Regions from separate parts of the Mus musculus genome. Here region 2 is linked to region 1. A link is a contact called in public HiChIP or PLAC-seq data. All regions are on one chromosome and are shown on one strand. The core of a region is the stretch at or near the end of the contact, and the rest is flanking DNA. Distances in the headings are between cores, read along the strand shown.

Region 1 (7,609 bases), core at 2,575-5,074:
AGGAACATAGCTGATTTTTTTAAGTCTTTTTTTTTCCTTTAAACTTATTGCACAGGAAAATATCTAATTTGCTTCAATGTTTTAAATTCTGTAAAATTTACCTGCTCTTATTTGTTAATAATGTCCCCAAATGAACCAACTTCCTGAATTTTTTCCAAAGAAACTTCACGATGTGCATGCCCCTATTTTGCATTTGATTCGTGAGTTCCTGACCAGTGGAAGATAAGCACCATAATTGGGTGCATGAGGAATACCACCACATTCTCTGTCCCTCCCTCCCCATGGAGGCAGGAGTCACTTACAGATCACAATGCCCTTGTCCCTGACTTCAGTGTTAGCCCTCCAGGCCACCACCAGGAGCCCACAGTAACCCCCTGTTTCCCTTGATGGAGCAGCCATCACCTCTTTCTTGGTGTCTGGCTTCTAGCTGCTTGTACCTTGCTTTTCTTTCTCACGCTGCTTGAGGAAAGGAAATCTGGGAATAAAAAAAAAAAAAACTACTCAAAGTGAAAACTACATCCCTGAATGGTTTCTCAAACATAAAGGCTGAGAAATTACAACTATTAAGTTGACATTGTCAGAAGTTTTTAGTGAGCAGGCCTGCAGGGGTTGGAATGGAACTAGAACCTGTGTTTTTCCCTGATGCTTGTCGGACTCTGGGCTTTATCAGACAGGATGAAGACAATGTTCCTGGGGTTTGACACTTGTAAAAACACCCCTCCATCATCCTGGCTATGCCTGGCAGCCTGCCAAGGCAGGAACAAGGCCAGATTTAGCAGGTCCTTCAGCACCATGACCGTGGTTGACATGATCAACTGATGTAGAACAGGGAACCCTTCCCCTAACCCTCACCACACACCCCCTCCCCCATAAATGCTGCCTCCCAAAGCCCAAAGCCTGGAGTAACTCATGCTCTTGATCCTGTCTGTGGTGGCTTGTCAGCAGTTGCCAGTCACTTGTGTATGGCTACAAAGCAGCTTTGCAGGCCTCCTGACTTGGATGCTGTTCTCACACACAATTCTCAAGCCTTAATCGTTTTCCTGGGCTTAGTCTTTTGTCTGTTTTGCTCTGAATCTCAATGGCATTCTTAGTTCTCATGTTTTAAACACTTGATTCCCCAGTTTGTGGGGGCTGCTTTGAAGGCTGTAGACTCCTGAGGAGATGCTAGACTAGATGGGCCACCAGGGGCAGGCCCGTGAAATTTATATCCTCTTGTGGCTCTAGTCCTGAACTCTGCTTCCTGGACAATGGTCAGGTGAAGAGCTGCCCGTGCATTCCCCTTGTAGTGATGGATTCAAGTCTCTCTTTAACGATGAATCAAAGTAAAATTTCTTCTCTTGACTTGTCCCGTGACCTGAGGCAGCAATGGATAAGTAGTTAATACGCTGTCCTCAGTACTGAGCTTAAGAAGATGTCAACTATTCTGGGCATTATGGGCCACCAACTGTCTTAGCTTTTTGAACACTCAAATAAGCACCCAAGTAAGCTGGTTTCTAAGATCACATAACAAGGCATAGTTGAAGAAACCTTTTGGAAGAGGGAAAAGGCCGAGTTTTCTGCCTCTCAAAATGTAGTCTTAGGTGTATACTAAAGAGGCCGGAGTCAGGCAGGACAGGCCCTGGTGCTGAGCCGCCCTCTAAGGATGAGCCCAGTTTGCTGCATTCATGCCTCACTGCACCCAGGGACCTGCTTTTTGTCAGATGCCCTGTGACTAAAGGTTTGCAAAACTCAGCTGCTCAGGCTATAGAGCTGGGGGCCTCCCCTGCCTGCTATGTATTTACAAGCGATATGAATATACTTTCATGAAAAGATCAACACACAGATTAAATGCGACACCCTGCTCTGTGAGCGGTAGTCTGGATCTCTGCCACAGTGGCCCACGTAATCTCCCCTTTTAACTCTTTCTGAGGACCCAGTGTGGGCTCCCCAGGTCTTGTTCGGCCCTTCTCCACTGGCTATGTTTGCTTTGCTTCCAGGGTTTGGTTACTCTACAAATTGCTGGAATAAACACGTGTTTTAGCTGACGTATGTGACAATTTCTCCATGGTAGATAACTGGAACGAGAACAATTGGATTTACAGAGATTTTGAAAATGTATACCGCTGGATTGTCCGGTGTGGTAGCACCAGTGGTAACAACCATGCTCCCACGGATATTCTGCTGTTGAATGGGTGATTTTACGCGTGTTGGGGCATGTAGACTTTTCTCGTTGCTTCTCTTTACCCTATGTTCATGTTTCAGTTATGTTGCCTTTTCTCTAACAGTTTGCAGACTTTTTTTAAAAAATGACGCTAAAAATGGTGGTACCTATAAAATTCTAGTGCTCAGAAGACTGACGTAGATTGGGCCACACAGGGAGCCAGCTTGGATTATACAGTAAGACTCTACCTCAAGTGGAAAAAAAAATGGTCTTAATAACACATGTATTCATCACTTAGCTTCAGTATTATTGAGTCCTGGACAGTACAGACTCCCATCCACTTGTATCTCATACAACTATTATTTTGAAGAAAATTCCCATGTACCATTCACACATAAACATAAAAAGAATTTTTATAATATCAACAAATATTTCCTTCATTAACTCTTATTTTTTTTAAAAAAGATAATTAATATTATCAAATATCCAGACAGTTAAATTCATTTGCCTCCATTTTTTTTTTACCAGAATCAGTGTGCAATGGAGTCTTTAATTCTAATTGGATAAAAAGCCATAGACAGACGAATGATGGGTAGATAGATGAATAGATGGATGGACAGACAGACAGATGGCAGGCAGATTCTCTCCTCTGTCACACTGGAGAATTCTGATTGTTCTTCTCATGAGGTTTTCTTGAGCCTTGATCTGGTGGCTGTATCTGATGGTGTCATTTAACGCGTTCCTTTCCTCTCAAACGTTTGGTCAGATCCAAGGCTGGACAAGAATCAGGCTTGATATTTTGTCCAGAACACTTGAACTGCTATGTTTTAGACCTCCAGCAAGGCCACATGATTTTCCTGTCTCTCCATGACGTTACCACGCACCCCCCACCCATGTCATTGGGCCTACTTTGGGAAACAGAAAATTATATAGTAATTTAAAATAACGGAAGTTTAATATACAGAATTATTAAAATAATAGCTGTGGAGGTGTAAAGTTGCTTCTGAAGGGCACCCTATATCTGAGGGAGAATAGCAAAGAAAAACAACCCTGAAATAGGGGCTCTCCCTAAGGCCGGACTTTTGACATTGTTGAAGGCAAAAGCTTGAGTGAGGCACAATAGCCAGTAGCTGGGGACACTAGGCTATCTGGTAGGTGCATGTTCATACTTGCCATGCAAGAAGGGAAGGATGCAAAAGGTACAGGCGAGCTGAGGCTATGGCTGTTTACCTACCATACACAAATAGGAAGTGTAAGGACTCGTGTGAAGCATTCACACTTGGAGGGCTTTAAGAAACAAAGTCCTGCTGCCTTGTCAGCCAGCTGTAGATGGAAAGTGGTCAGGAGGTCTGTGTAAAACTGGTACGTTACAAGGGTGAAGGCAAGGGGTCTCTGAGTCCAGGCAGAGGATCCGGGAGAAGGACTGTACACTGTAGCGATCTTGATGGCACATGGCCTGGCTGATGAGCCTACATGTGCACTGCTGGAGGTCAGACACCAGGAGTAAAACCAAGTGAAAAGCCCCTTGTTCCTGTAGTGTCTCTTTAGCGCCCTCTACTGATGAAGCGTCAAATCATGCGCGTTGGGAAGGAGAAGTGTTTCGAATTCCTTCAATGAATGACCCCAGAGCACTGAAACGGTGGACTTAGGGTTTAAAGGCAGTAAATTAGTAACTGATATAACGGTCACTGTTAACTTTCATTGTTTCTTTGGAGGCTGCAAAACGGTGGTAATTTGGTTTTATTGATCTCCCTGTATTTGCTGGATGCTTGTACGGGGAGAACTTTCCCACGTCCTCTTGAGTACCCCAGGCACCGTGTATACAAGCACCAGGCTCCTTCCCTGTTGCCAGTTGTTTTTGTTTGTTTGGGTTTTTTGTTTTGTTTTTTTGTTTGTCTGTTTGTTTGTTTTTTAACATGTCTTCTTTCTCCATCCAGGCCTAGATTCGTGTAAAAGCTATTTTCTACCGACCACATCTTTCTGGGTGAGTCTTGGTTCTGCCCACAAAGCCCCTTAACGGGGTGTATGGAGATAGAGCTGTTTGCTCCCACCTCATGTCACCCTCACCTAATGAACCTAATGAAATGGGTATCCGCTCAGGGAAAGGAAAGACGACTTCCAAGTCTCCCAGCTGGTGATGGGAGGAAATGGGGTTAGAAGACAGGCTGTTTGACTCTGAGCTGAGTCTGGGAAGACCTTATATTCAGCTTGTTTCTCCTGGGATAACTTCAAGCTCGGGTCTCCTGGGTCTTCATCTCTTCTCTATTTGCTTTTGAATTTCAAGGTCATGGCTCTTAGCATCATTGTTGAGAACTCCCAGTTTCTCTCCCAGGTTGGTCACACACTCCAGTGGGGTGGGATCTTTATGGAGGGGCCGGTGCACGCTGATTAACTTCTGCTTTTTGTCTTGTCTCACATGGGTGGGCAGGTGCTTCTGCCCTCTCCAGGTTTTTGTCCCTTCCTCTGTCTCCTCCTCCACACAGAAGAGAATGGGAACTTCTCAGGGGATGGTGAGAGAGAAACAGTAACTGCTGACCCTGGTAGTGACTTGAAGACGGACTGATTCTCCTCCCTGCTCCATTTCCAGAAGCCATGATCCAGCTGTGAAGGCCCAGTCACTCCAACTACGTGGGCCGCTGAAAATCCAGTTTCAACCTGCTTCTCTTTCCCTCTCTTCTCCAGTTCAACCCCATCCTTCAAAAACTCACCTAATTCCTCTGGGAATTAGTCTCTTCCCCCAGGGTCACCAATTCTGCTTGCTAATCTCCTGCACCCCTCTGATCCCCTTCTTGCTTTCCTTCCTCCTACCCAGGCTTTCCTGGCAAAGGCCAACAAAATAACAAAGACTAGGGAATAAGTAAACAGCAGCCTCCCCTCGCTTGGGAGTCCCTGGAAGCGCTTCCTTCATTCACACCGATGAGCCTCGGGATTTCAAAGTGCCTGGCACTGCTTCAAGGCCAGTTACAGCGGCCACGGAGTCATTGTATTGAGATGAAGGTGGATCCAGGCGGTTTCTATTTTTAGGTTCGATTGTTTCTGGAAAAGGTTGCACATCACATAATAGGAAATCCCAAGAGTGTGAAGACTGTTTCCTGCCAGTGGAAGCCTTGTTGTGGTTGGCTGTTCTGACCATAGAGACACTGAGGTAAGCGGACAAGGGTGGAGGGTAAGGTCCGGCTGTGCTGGGGACAGACAGGAAGGTGAAGTATGGAGTCAGGGAAAGTGAGATTGCAATTGTCAGGAGATGTAGAGCTGTGAGAGAAAGCAGAGCAGTTGTAAGAGGATGAAACCGTCACGTCTTCCTCAGAGTCTGCCAGGGCGGGGTCAGCTAGCACAAATTATTGTCAACTGGGTCTGTGCTATTTGTCACTAAAAATTATCCTGCGTAACTGAGTATGTAAATGATTATGCTGGAAGCTGATAATGATAACTGGAAGCTGATAATGACATCAGCCCACAGATGTCAAGATGTAGGTAATAAATATCCTTTCCTCATTACAGAATTCCGGGAATGAGGGCCAGGGATATAGGCCCTGGTATTGGACTTGTCAGAATGTGTGAAGCGCTGGGCTCCACCTTCCACATCCCATGAGCCACGTGTGTGGCCTCTCAGGCAGGCATCATTCAAAGGTCCCTGCAGGTGGGATGCATTGGCTTCTTTTTCTGTCTTGCTCGGTTTTGTGACATTGACTCCCACCTTACCTCTGGTTCAGAGCCACCACTTGGCCTTTGGTGTTACAGAACAGTACCATACGTTGGCAATAAACCAGGATCCATCACACCATCCCCTGCAGATAGTATTGTCCTAGGAACACAACCGTGGCTCAGTTTTCTGGCAAATCTCCGTCCTCCCTGAGGACTACTTCTCTTTCTGAGCTCTACTGACATGTGGCCATAATCACTGGAAAGGAGCCAATTTCCAGCATATTGAACATTCCCTAGGAAGTAGGTATTTGTTTTAGGGGACAGGACACTTATGTTACTAGAGGTTTGTAGGTGTCTACAGGACCAACATACTTTAGAGTACCATCTTGGGTTCCTATCCTGTGCCTCAGGTTCCACTCTTTATCAGAACTTTTATATCCCCACAATAGGAGTATCAGGGTGTAAACTCAACTGCCTTTATTACTCTGGCTGTGGACTGGATTTTCTTCACAACCTTGTTTCTGGCTGCAGGAGATGACAGAGGTTAAATTCTGCGGCAGAAACCTGCCACCTCTGGCCTTGTCCTCTTAGTCTCAGTCGGTTTGGGAGTTTTTGTTGCAATTAGCATCTGCTATTTTGTTTTGTTTTTTTTGTTTGTTTGTTTTTTGCCACTCCCCTCTGGAGTGCCAGAGATGTGTAAGCCAGTACATCTCCTTCTAGGGGATTCTGCCTCAATCGATGTTCCATTCCTACAGTAAGGAATCCATCTGGTTCCAGAATCCCTCTCCATTTGTGTCTGTTTTTTTTGGAGTGCTTCTAGTACTAGCTGTCTTAGGTTGGGCTTTTCTGGAACTGGGGTCCTAAACAAGGATTTGTGTGCAACAGATTGCTTGTGAAGGAATCCTAGGAAGCAAAGGTAGAGGCAGATGGGAAGGAAACTAGCAGAGAAGCATCAAGGAGGAGAGACACTGGCGATTAATTATGCTGGGAAAGTGGGCAGTCCTGGTGTTATTAGTCAGTGTTCTCAAGAGTCAGAGAACTTTGGGGCTGAATCTGTCTCGATCTGGGTATCTCTATCTATCTATCTATCTATCTATCTATCTATCTATCTATCTATCTAAAGGGAATTTATTGAAATGACTTACAGGCTGTAGTTCAGCAAATCCAACAATGGCTAGCTGCAAACAGAAAGTCTCAGCTGCTCTTCTGTATATGTTGAAATCCTGAAGAAGCAGGCTCCAATGCCAGTGAAGGAATGGATGTACTGGCAAGGTGAAGGGAGGCCTGCAGGCAAAGAGCCAGAACTTCCTTCCTCCCTGCCCTTATATGCACTTCCAGAAGGTGTGACCCAGTTTAAAGGCCTGTCTCGTACCTCAACATATAGATCACATGTGTGTGTGTTCCTACCTCAAAGGGCTGGACTAGAAATGGATTAACACACTTCAAACCAAGTCTAAAATCTCCCACAGGTGTGTTCTCCATATCTGGATTGTAGTTCATTCCAGATATAGTTAAATTGACAACCAAAGATAGGCACTGTAGTGAGCTATTCCCAGAGTTCCTACATCATGAATGAGGAAACAAGTATATTAGCTACCATTCCTCTTCTGGCACTGCAGAAGTCTGGTCTGGGGACTTTAACTCAATAGCTGCCAAACAAACAAACAAACAAACAAACCAAAAAACTGTCCTCAGCAGAGAACAGGGGCTTCATATGATCAACCACTGTCACTGAGATACAGCTTAGGCATTGTCAATCTCTGTCACAGATGTGTGTCACAGAACTGAAGTAAGGGCCACTCCAAGACAGTGGCAGGAGCCATG
Region 2 (7,609 bases), core at 1,694-4,193, 170 kb before region 1:
CCCTCACCCCTTCCTGCCTCCCTCCCTCTTTACCTCTCTCTCCAATACCTCTTTCTCTCTCTGTCTCCCTCCCTTCCTCCCTCCTGTTGGTCTTCCCTTTCTTCTCTCCCTCCCTCTAGCCCTCCCCATCCCCCCTTTTCATTCACTTGGCAAATGCTTCCTTCATAATCTTCCATCTGTGCCTGACACTCTGAGTGGTCCTGGGGATTCCACAAGGATGGATGAAGAGGATAGATAGCTCCTGACTGACTTCCTGTCCCTGTCTCTGGAGGAGCAGCTCCCTGGGAAGTGACATGCTGCCACATACCACTCATTTTTATAAAGCCACACTTATCTCTGATGTTTTATCTGGATTTCTTTTCAGTTCGGTCAATTTAGTCACTAAACGAAAACTCCAAGTGGACAAAACGGGAACATTCCGTTGATCCTCTTTTCTTTTTTGTTTTGTATGTTTTGTTTTGTTTTGTTCGAGACAGGGTTTCTCTGTATAGCCCTGGCTGTCCTGGAACTCACTTTATAGACCAGGCTGGCCTCGAACTCAGAAATCCACCTGCCTTTGCCTCCCGAGTGCTGGGATTAAAGGCGTGCGCCACCACACCCGGCTTGATCCTTTTTTCTAAGTCTTGGGGGAGAAGGATGGTATTTTAAAAATCAATTTAGGATCTAGCTAGTAGGGGAGAAAATCACAAAGGGATTTTATTTTTGACCATAAAAACACCAATTGATGAGTTCCCCCATCAATAACCTTTTGTTTTATCTCCATATTACTTTCTGAAGAGAAAAAAAAACAAACAACAAAAACAGAAACCAAAAACTGCTACAATTTTGCAAGAAATGAAAACAACATTTTTAAAAGTTACACTCTAGGGACCTGTAGACAGCTTAGCAGGTAAGAGTATAGCCCATCACACACAAATCCTGGCCTATCCCCCATTTTATACACCCTGGTTGTGGTAACATCAGCCTGTAATCTCAGTACTTTGGAGGTAGAGGCAGGAGACTCAGAAATTCTTTTAATCCCAAAGATGGAAGGAGAAAGACCACTGTAGTGGCTATTCCTGGTTGTCAACTTGACTATATCTAGAATGAACTACAATCCAGAATTGGAAGGCTCACCAGTAACCCTAATCTGGAGGCTGGGAGATAGAAGTTTCTGACCTGGAGTGTATGGAGATCTTGAGACATAGTGGCTATGGATTCCAGAAGATTAAGACAGGGAGATCTCCAAATTCAAGGTCAACTGGGATTAAAGGTGTGGTGGCATACACCTTTAATCTGGGCTACACCTTCTGCTGGAGACCATATAAGGACATTGAAAGAAGGGAGTCTCTCTTTCTCTCTCTTTCTCCTTCTCTCCTTCGCCTGCTTGCCCTGTGGGACTGAGCAAGCCAGTGGGGGCAAGCCAGTAAAGAACATCCCTCCATTGCTTCTGCATCAGCTCCTGCTTCCTGACCTGCTTGAGTTCCAGTCCTGACTTCCTTGGTGGTGAACAGCAGTGTGGAAATGTAAGCCGAATAAACCCTTTCCTCCCCAACTTGCTTCTTGGTCATGATGTTTGCTCAGGAATAGAAACCCTGACTAAGACAACCACCAATCCAAATCATGCCCAAGTTAATTAAAGCAAGCCTTTTGTTTGTTTTGGGTTTGGTTTTAGAGAAATTCACTTTGTAGACCAGGCTGGCCTCCAACTCACAGAGATCTGCCTACCTCTGCCTCCTGAGTGCTGGGATTAAAGGTGTGCACCACCACATCTGGCTAAAGCAAACTTTTTTATTCCTGGATACATGCAACCTCTCCTAAGGCAGGGTTTGAGAGGTCAGCATTGATGTGAGGAAGACAAGGGTTTATAGCTCAGGGTAGGGGGTTCCCAAGTCAGGGATTCAGCAGAGAAGCTAGGCAGTAGCAGAACATAAACATAAACAAGGTAGGCTTTTTTTTTTTTTTTTTTTTTTGGTTTTTCAAGACAGGGTTTCTCTATGTAGCCCTGGCTGTCCTGGAACTCACTTTGTAGACCAGGCTGGCCTCAAACTCAGAAATCCACCTGCCTCTGCCTCCCAAATGCTGGGATTAAAGGTGCGTGTCACCACTGCCAGGCAACAAGGTAGTCTTAATGACCTCCTGAAAGAAAGAACTGCAAGGTGGTCTTAACAACAGGAAGTCATAACAAGGTAGCCCTAACAACCTCTTTGGAACAAAGTTAAGGAAACAGGTGGGGCTTGGGGCATAGGCCAATCCTTGAGAAACAGATTTAATCATAAACAGCAATGAACCTAGTTTGTTTTTACTATAGAGATTGCTTTTAAGCCTAAAATGGAGGCAGGCTGGTTCTTCAGTTCAAGTTCATTCTTTGCTACTCACACAAGGTCCTGGCCAGTCTGGGAACTTGTCTCAGAAATATAAAGAGGGCCAAAGAGAAAGGTTTGGGAGCTTACCAGATCACAAGTTATAAGGGTAATATGTGGCTTCTTTGTTGTTAATATTATTTCACTTGTCATGAAAGCCTGGTGACAGAGAACTCAAATAAAATAGAAATAATAGTAACAACAAGGAAGGCCCACATTACTCTTAAGACTTCTGATCTAGTAAGCTTCCAAAAGAGCAGTTTCTGATCAGTCAGTCAGAATAACAAAAATAGGATTTAAATACTTAAGTTCCTTAATAGGCTTGAACATTTGACTGACAATCACACATTTCTTGCCTTTTGGAAAGCAATGAACTTCTTAAGGATCCCATGATATTGGAAATGGATTTTAAAGGCCCTAAATGATCCTTGTGCCTGGTTGGGTCATGTGACAAAATAACTAGATCATAAAAGTCTCTCTCTCTCCCTCTCTCCCTTTCTCTCTTACTCTATCACTTTCTTCTAGTGGAAGCTAGCCTCTGTATTGTGAGGCTGTCACATGAAAAGGCCCATGTGACTCAGAACTGAGGCCTCCTGCCAACAGCTACTTGATCTTGGAAGCAGCTCCTCCAGCCCTGAATAGTCTCCAGAAGCTGCAGTCCCAGCCTCCCAGCCTCCCAGCCAGGAGCTGGACTGGAGCCTCATGACAAGCAGAACCTGAACCACTCAGCTAAGGCACGCCCAGATTCCTAACCTATAGAAGCAGAGGGAAATAACGTAGTTATTGAATTAAGTTGCAAAGTTTTGAAATAATTTGTGATGCAATGACAGATAACCACTAAGGGCCTCACTGGAATTAGGACCCACTGAGTCTGTGATTTTCAAATCACACTGGTTATATCTACTATTTGGAATAAATACACTTTCTGGGGGTGGAGAGCTGGAAAATTTAAATCTTTTCAGTCATTGTACATAACACGAACGCATACATATCTCATTTATACACATCTCTATATATAGAAAGTTAATGTAGTTTTTCTTAATGATTTTTAAAGAAAAAATTAAGATTATTTATTTAATGTGTGTGTATTTAACTATATGTATATGTCCCAGATGCACGCAGGAGCCCACAGAGGCCAGAAGAGGGTATTGGGTCCCTTGGAACTGGAGTTATAGACCGTTGTAAGCTGACATGTGGGAATTAGGAATTGAACCATGTCCCTTCTATAAGAGCAGTAAGTGTTCTTAACCCCCAAGCCACTCTCCAACACCATTAAATCAAAGTTTTAAGTTATAATACAGAAGCACGGGCTTCATAATACCATCTCCACACATTGTATTATGAGCGCTCTTAACCACTGAGCCACCTCTCCAGCCCCATTTTCTTTATTCTTTACGCATTCATCTGATGACCAGCCTGAGCTAGTCTGACTTTCTAGCTACGGTGACCAGCACAGTCATAAACATTCAGGTGCAAATACTTCTGCCGTGTGTCCTTTGGGTATATCTCTAAAAGTGTTGCAGCTGGGTCGTATGGCAGTTCTGTTTTCAACTTTTTGAGGAACCTCCATACTGATTTCCATAATGGCTGTACCAGTTCACTTTTCTCTTTCTCCTCCTTCTTTCTTTCTATCTATCTATCTATCTATCTATCTATCTATCTATCTATCTATCTATCTATCTATCATCTATCTATCATCTATCTATCTATCTATCTATCTATCTATCTATCTATCTATCTATCTATCTATCTATCTGTGTGTGTGACTGTTCTGCCTGCATTTACATATGCATACCACATGCCGGTGTAGTGTCCGCGGAGGTCAAAAGAAGGCATCAGATATCCTGAAATTGGAGATTGTTGTGAGCCACTATGTAGGTGCTAGAAACAACCCAGGTCCTCTACAAGTGAGTAAATGTTCTCTCCAGCCCTGCCAGTTCACATTCTTGAATATATAGAGGGCCCATAAAAGTGTCTGACATTGGAGCCAGATTCGGACAAGGGCTGATTAGTGTCTGGTATGCTATATCTGTGGAAGATGATTTGTTCAGAAGAGATGTTGTGTCCTGTTCATATTCTGATTTTTCTATAATGTTTGCGATGACCCACCCAATGAGTTCTCTGCACTCCTATTATACCTGCAAACTTCGTAAGTTCCGGTGCATTTGTAAACAGCCTTCTGCTCATCTGCTAGTAAGTGTGAGGAGGCTGCAAGGTGAGAAGTGTCAGCTGTTGGTCATGTTGTACTTTGACAGAAGTGGCATAATTGCTTGGTTTGGGCTGTTTACTTTGCTCCATCCCCAGGACACACATTGTTCTCTGTACATGGCCATTGTACATGAGAGGTCTTTTAATGTCACTTTGTTTGCAGAATTTTATATTCTGCTTTTGTTTGGTTTTGGTGCTAGGGAGTAGAGCTAGAGCCTTGCCCAAGCCAGTGGGCTTAAAACAAAAACAAAAATAAAAAACCTCACCTACCTTAAAGAACAACGACGATGATTATGACGACGACAACAACAACAACCAACTTTGTAAGTTTTAGGATACAAACTTTAGCTGAAAATTGTAAAGAAAACCAATTTTCAGTTGCTTGTCAGTTCCTCTCAGTACTGTACATGGTGAACGTTAGCTACTACTTGCTTCTCTTATAGAGTTAGTGGGAAGTTCAAAACCTTGAGAGGTATAGAGTTAGAGGATTTCTACAGAATTTTTCGTGTTCCAAATGATGGCATGTAACATCCAGGACTGCTGGATTAGGATTCACCCACTCTTTAGAGGTCACCATCCTTATAGTCACAGGTAAATCCCTACTTTCTCTATGGAGACTTTCTTTTTTTAAAAAGGAAGTGGCTGCCTCTGCATTTTTGTGATTCCTAAGAAAGAGCCAAATACATTAAAACCACCGAACTCGTCTTTTAAACAAAAAATAATTATAAAACTATGTTCCCAATGTATTTGTTCACTTCTCCTGCTGAATAAGGGGATCCATTCATTTAAAAATTGAACCAATACCTTCTGTGGCAGCTACATAGATGTTCTTTTAAGAGGTTCTGTTATGGCTACATAGCAGAGTGACAATCCCAGCTGCTGCTTCTTTGGATCCACTGTGGCATTTCCTCTACACCACATACCTCTGGACTGTTCTCAACCAATACCAGAGTGGTACTGGGATACCAGTGCTGTTCTAGCCTTTGGATCAGTGAGCTCCTGGCTAACTTTTACTTGGGCACTCCCTGTGAGTCTGACAAGTCCTGGGAGCTACACTGGGTTCTGAGGCACTTCTCAGAGCCAACCTCTCTTTTTCTCCTTCAGAGAGGTTGGTTTGGCTTCTTTCCCTGTCCACTGCTGTCCTGTCCCCTTCTCCTTTGCTTCCTAGGTTTCTCTTAGAAGGCTTTGTGCCAATGCATTTCCTTCTTAGCAGCTGCTGTTCAGAGCATCTGAATGTGCACTGTTAAGAACCGAATTTGTCCAGTGTCTTAGGGTTTTACTGCTGGGAAGAGACACCACGACCAAGGACAACATTTAATTGGGGCTGGCTTACAGGTTCAGAGGTTCAGTCCATTATCATCAAGGCAGGAACATGGCAGAGTCCAGGTAGGCATGGTGCAGGAGGAGCTGAGCGTTCTATATCTTCATGGAAGGCTGCTAGATAGCTTCCAGGCAGCTAGGACAAGGGTCTTAAAGACATACCAACAGAGACAGACCTACTCCAAGAAGGCCACACCTCCTAATAGTGTCACTCCCTGGACCAAGCATGACCCACTGGGCTTACGGTCTCCGTCTGCTGCTGTTGACACTGTCTCTATTCTTGCTTTGTGATGCACACATACGCATGTGCCTCTACTTTTCTCCATCTCTCTGCTGATCCTTATCCCTCCCAAAATATTTCACTTTAATCTATTCCATTAAGAAAGAAAATGTGAACCTTGTTCTACACCTAGACCCAAGCATTTTGCCTTACCTATAGTTTGGCACCAAGAACTGAAATTGATCAACAGAGCTTACAACATAATGACCATGTAAACAGACACTACTGCTTTACAGCAACATTGCTACATTGGATAGACCTAGGCTTTTCTTATTATTCCTGACTGGCTCTCCCTTCTCATCTTTGATACCGCTGTCTTTCATTTTACAGCCTGATATTCTAGCTTTTAAAGGTAACATGAAATTTGTGGGATTTTCTGTTTATATACTCTCTTCTCAGACAACTACATTTTAAGCCTCTGTTCTGCAGATTTCAAATGAGACCTATGCTTTGTAGGTTTGTTGAAAAGCTATCCCTGTAGGTCATGCTTCCAGCATCTTTCCATTAGGTTGCTTCTTCAACTGAATTTTTTTCTTTTTTGTTTACTGTCTTAATTTTCTGGACCCATCCTTGAGTGACTCCATAGAAAGAATATGTTAAAGGTAAATTTAGAGATTATTCATAATTAAGAATAATGTGTGGGGCTGGAAAGATGGCTCAACCACTAAAGACTAGGCTCATAACAAAAAAAATAACAATACTCTGTGTGTGTGTGTGTGTGTGTGTGTGTGTGTGTGTTGAGCATGTGACAGCACACAAGTGGAAGTCAGAAGAAAAACTGCAGGAGTCAGTTCTCTCGTCTACCAAGCAGGCCCTGGGGACTGAACTCTGGTCATCAGGGTTGGCAATAGGTATCTTTGGTGCTGAGCTATCTCACCACCTCTAACATATATTTTAGCTGGCTTATAGAGTAGTGAGATACAGCTTTTTCAAGCATCCTTCGTGATGGCTGACCTTGGTTTCTAGTTGACTTCATCCAGAATCAACTAAAACCCAAGCTGCGGGGGCGTTCCTATAAGGGATTTTCTTGACCAAATTGTTTGAAGAAAGAAGATCTTCCTTAATGTGAGCCGAACTATCTGGTGGCAACTTAGATAAAAGGATGTAAAGAAATAATCTGCTTACTTCCCTTTCCTTTCTCTGGCAAGTTTATCAATTCTGTTGCTGCACAAATGAATGAATGTGTGCATGTATGCACAAATGTATGTAGAGGCCAAAGGTCAATCTTGGGTGTTCTCGGGAGCCATTGTTTTTTTTTATTTTAAAAAAACAAACAAACAAACAAACAAACAAACCAAAACCAAAAATAAAACCAAGCCAAACCAAACCAAAGAGGATCTCTCAACTGGGACAGTGTGAAAACTATTGCTGTCAGCTGTTTCTTAAACTTTGAATTGAGTCGTAAACCTATCTAGTCATGGAAGTATCTTTGTGGGAAGATGATTGCTTCAACCTTTTG

What was found. HiChIP or PLAC-seq counts read pairs in DNA pulled down with a chosen protein or histone mark.
Region 2: a CTCF HiChIP or PLAC-seq map of the NIH/3T3 cell line shows a contact between it and region 1, with 10 read pairs. The contact joins the enhancer-like site here to the promoter of 1700007F19Rik in region 1. A contact is called at or near these places in 1 of 15 datasets of contacts at CTCF or cohesin (the NIH/3T3 cell line), 15 of 484 Hi-C or Micro-C datasets (the C2C12 cell line, the HL-1 cell line, MC3T3-E1-derived osteoblasts and 8 more), 3 of 115 datasets of contacts at active chromatin or transcription factors (astrocytes, cardiomyocytes and neural progenitor cells) and 1 of 9 other capture datasets (embryonic stem cells).

Annotation. Positions count from the first base shown.
Region 1 is chr3:58,160,022-58,167,630 of GRCm38.p6, reverse strand. 1700007F19Rik (RIKEN cDNA 1700007F19 gene) reads left to right here and starts at 3,824. Exons shown (of 6, transcript NR_040538.1): 1 at 3,824-3,869; 2 at 4,078-4,124; 3 at 5,165-5,285. Gm40056 (a long non-coding RNA gene) reads right to left here. Exons shown (of 6, transcript XR_003954487.1): 5 at 3,375-5,392; 6 at 569-1,354.
Region 2 is chr3:58,325,740-58,333,348 of GRCm38.p6, reverse strand. No RefSeq gene overlaps it. Among named protein-coding and RNA genes, the nearest start is that of Gm32847, 28 kb to the right of the region's middle. Within about 2 kb of position 2,943, at least 63 of the 459 cell types and tissues checked have an H3K27ac peak or open chromatin away from gene starts, as enhancers often do. A contact at or near this core is called in the C2C12 cell line, the NIH/3T3 cell line, astrocytes and 1 more, where this site is marked.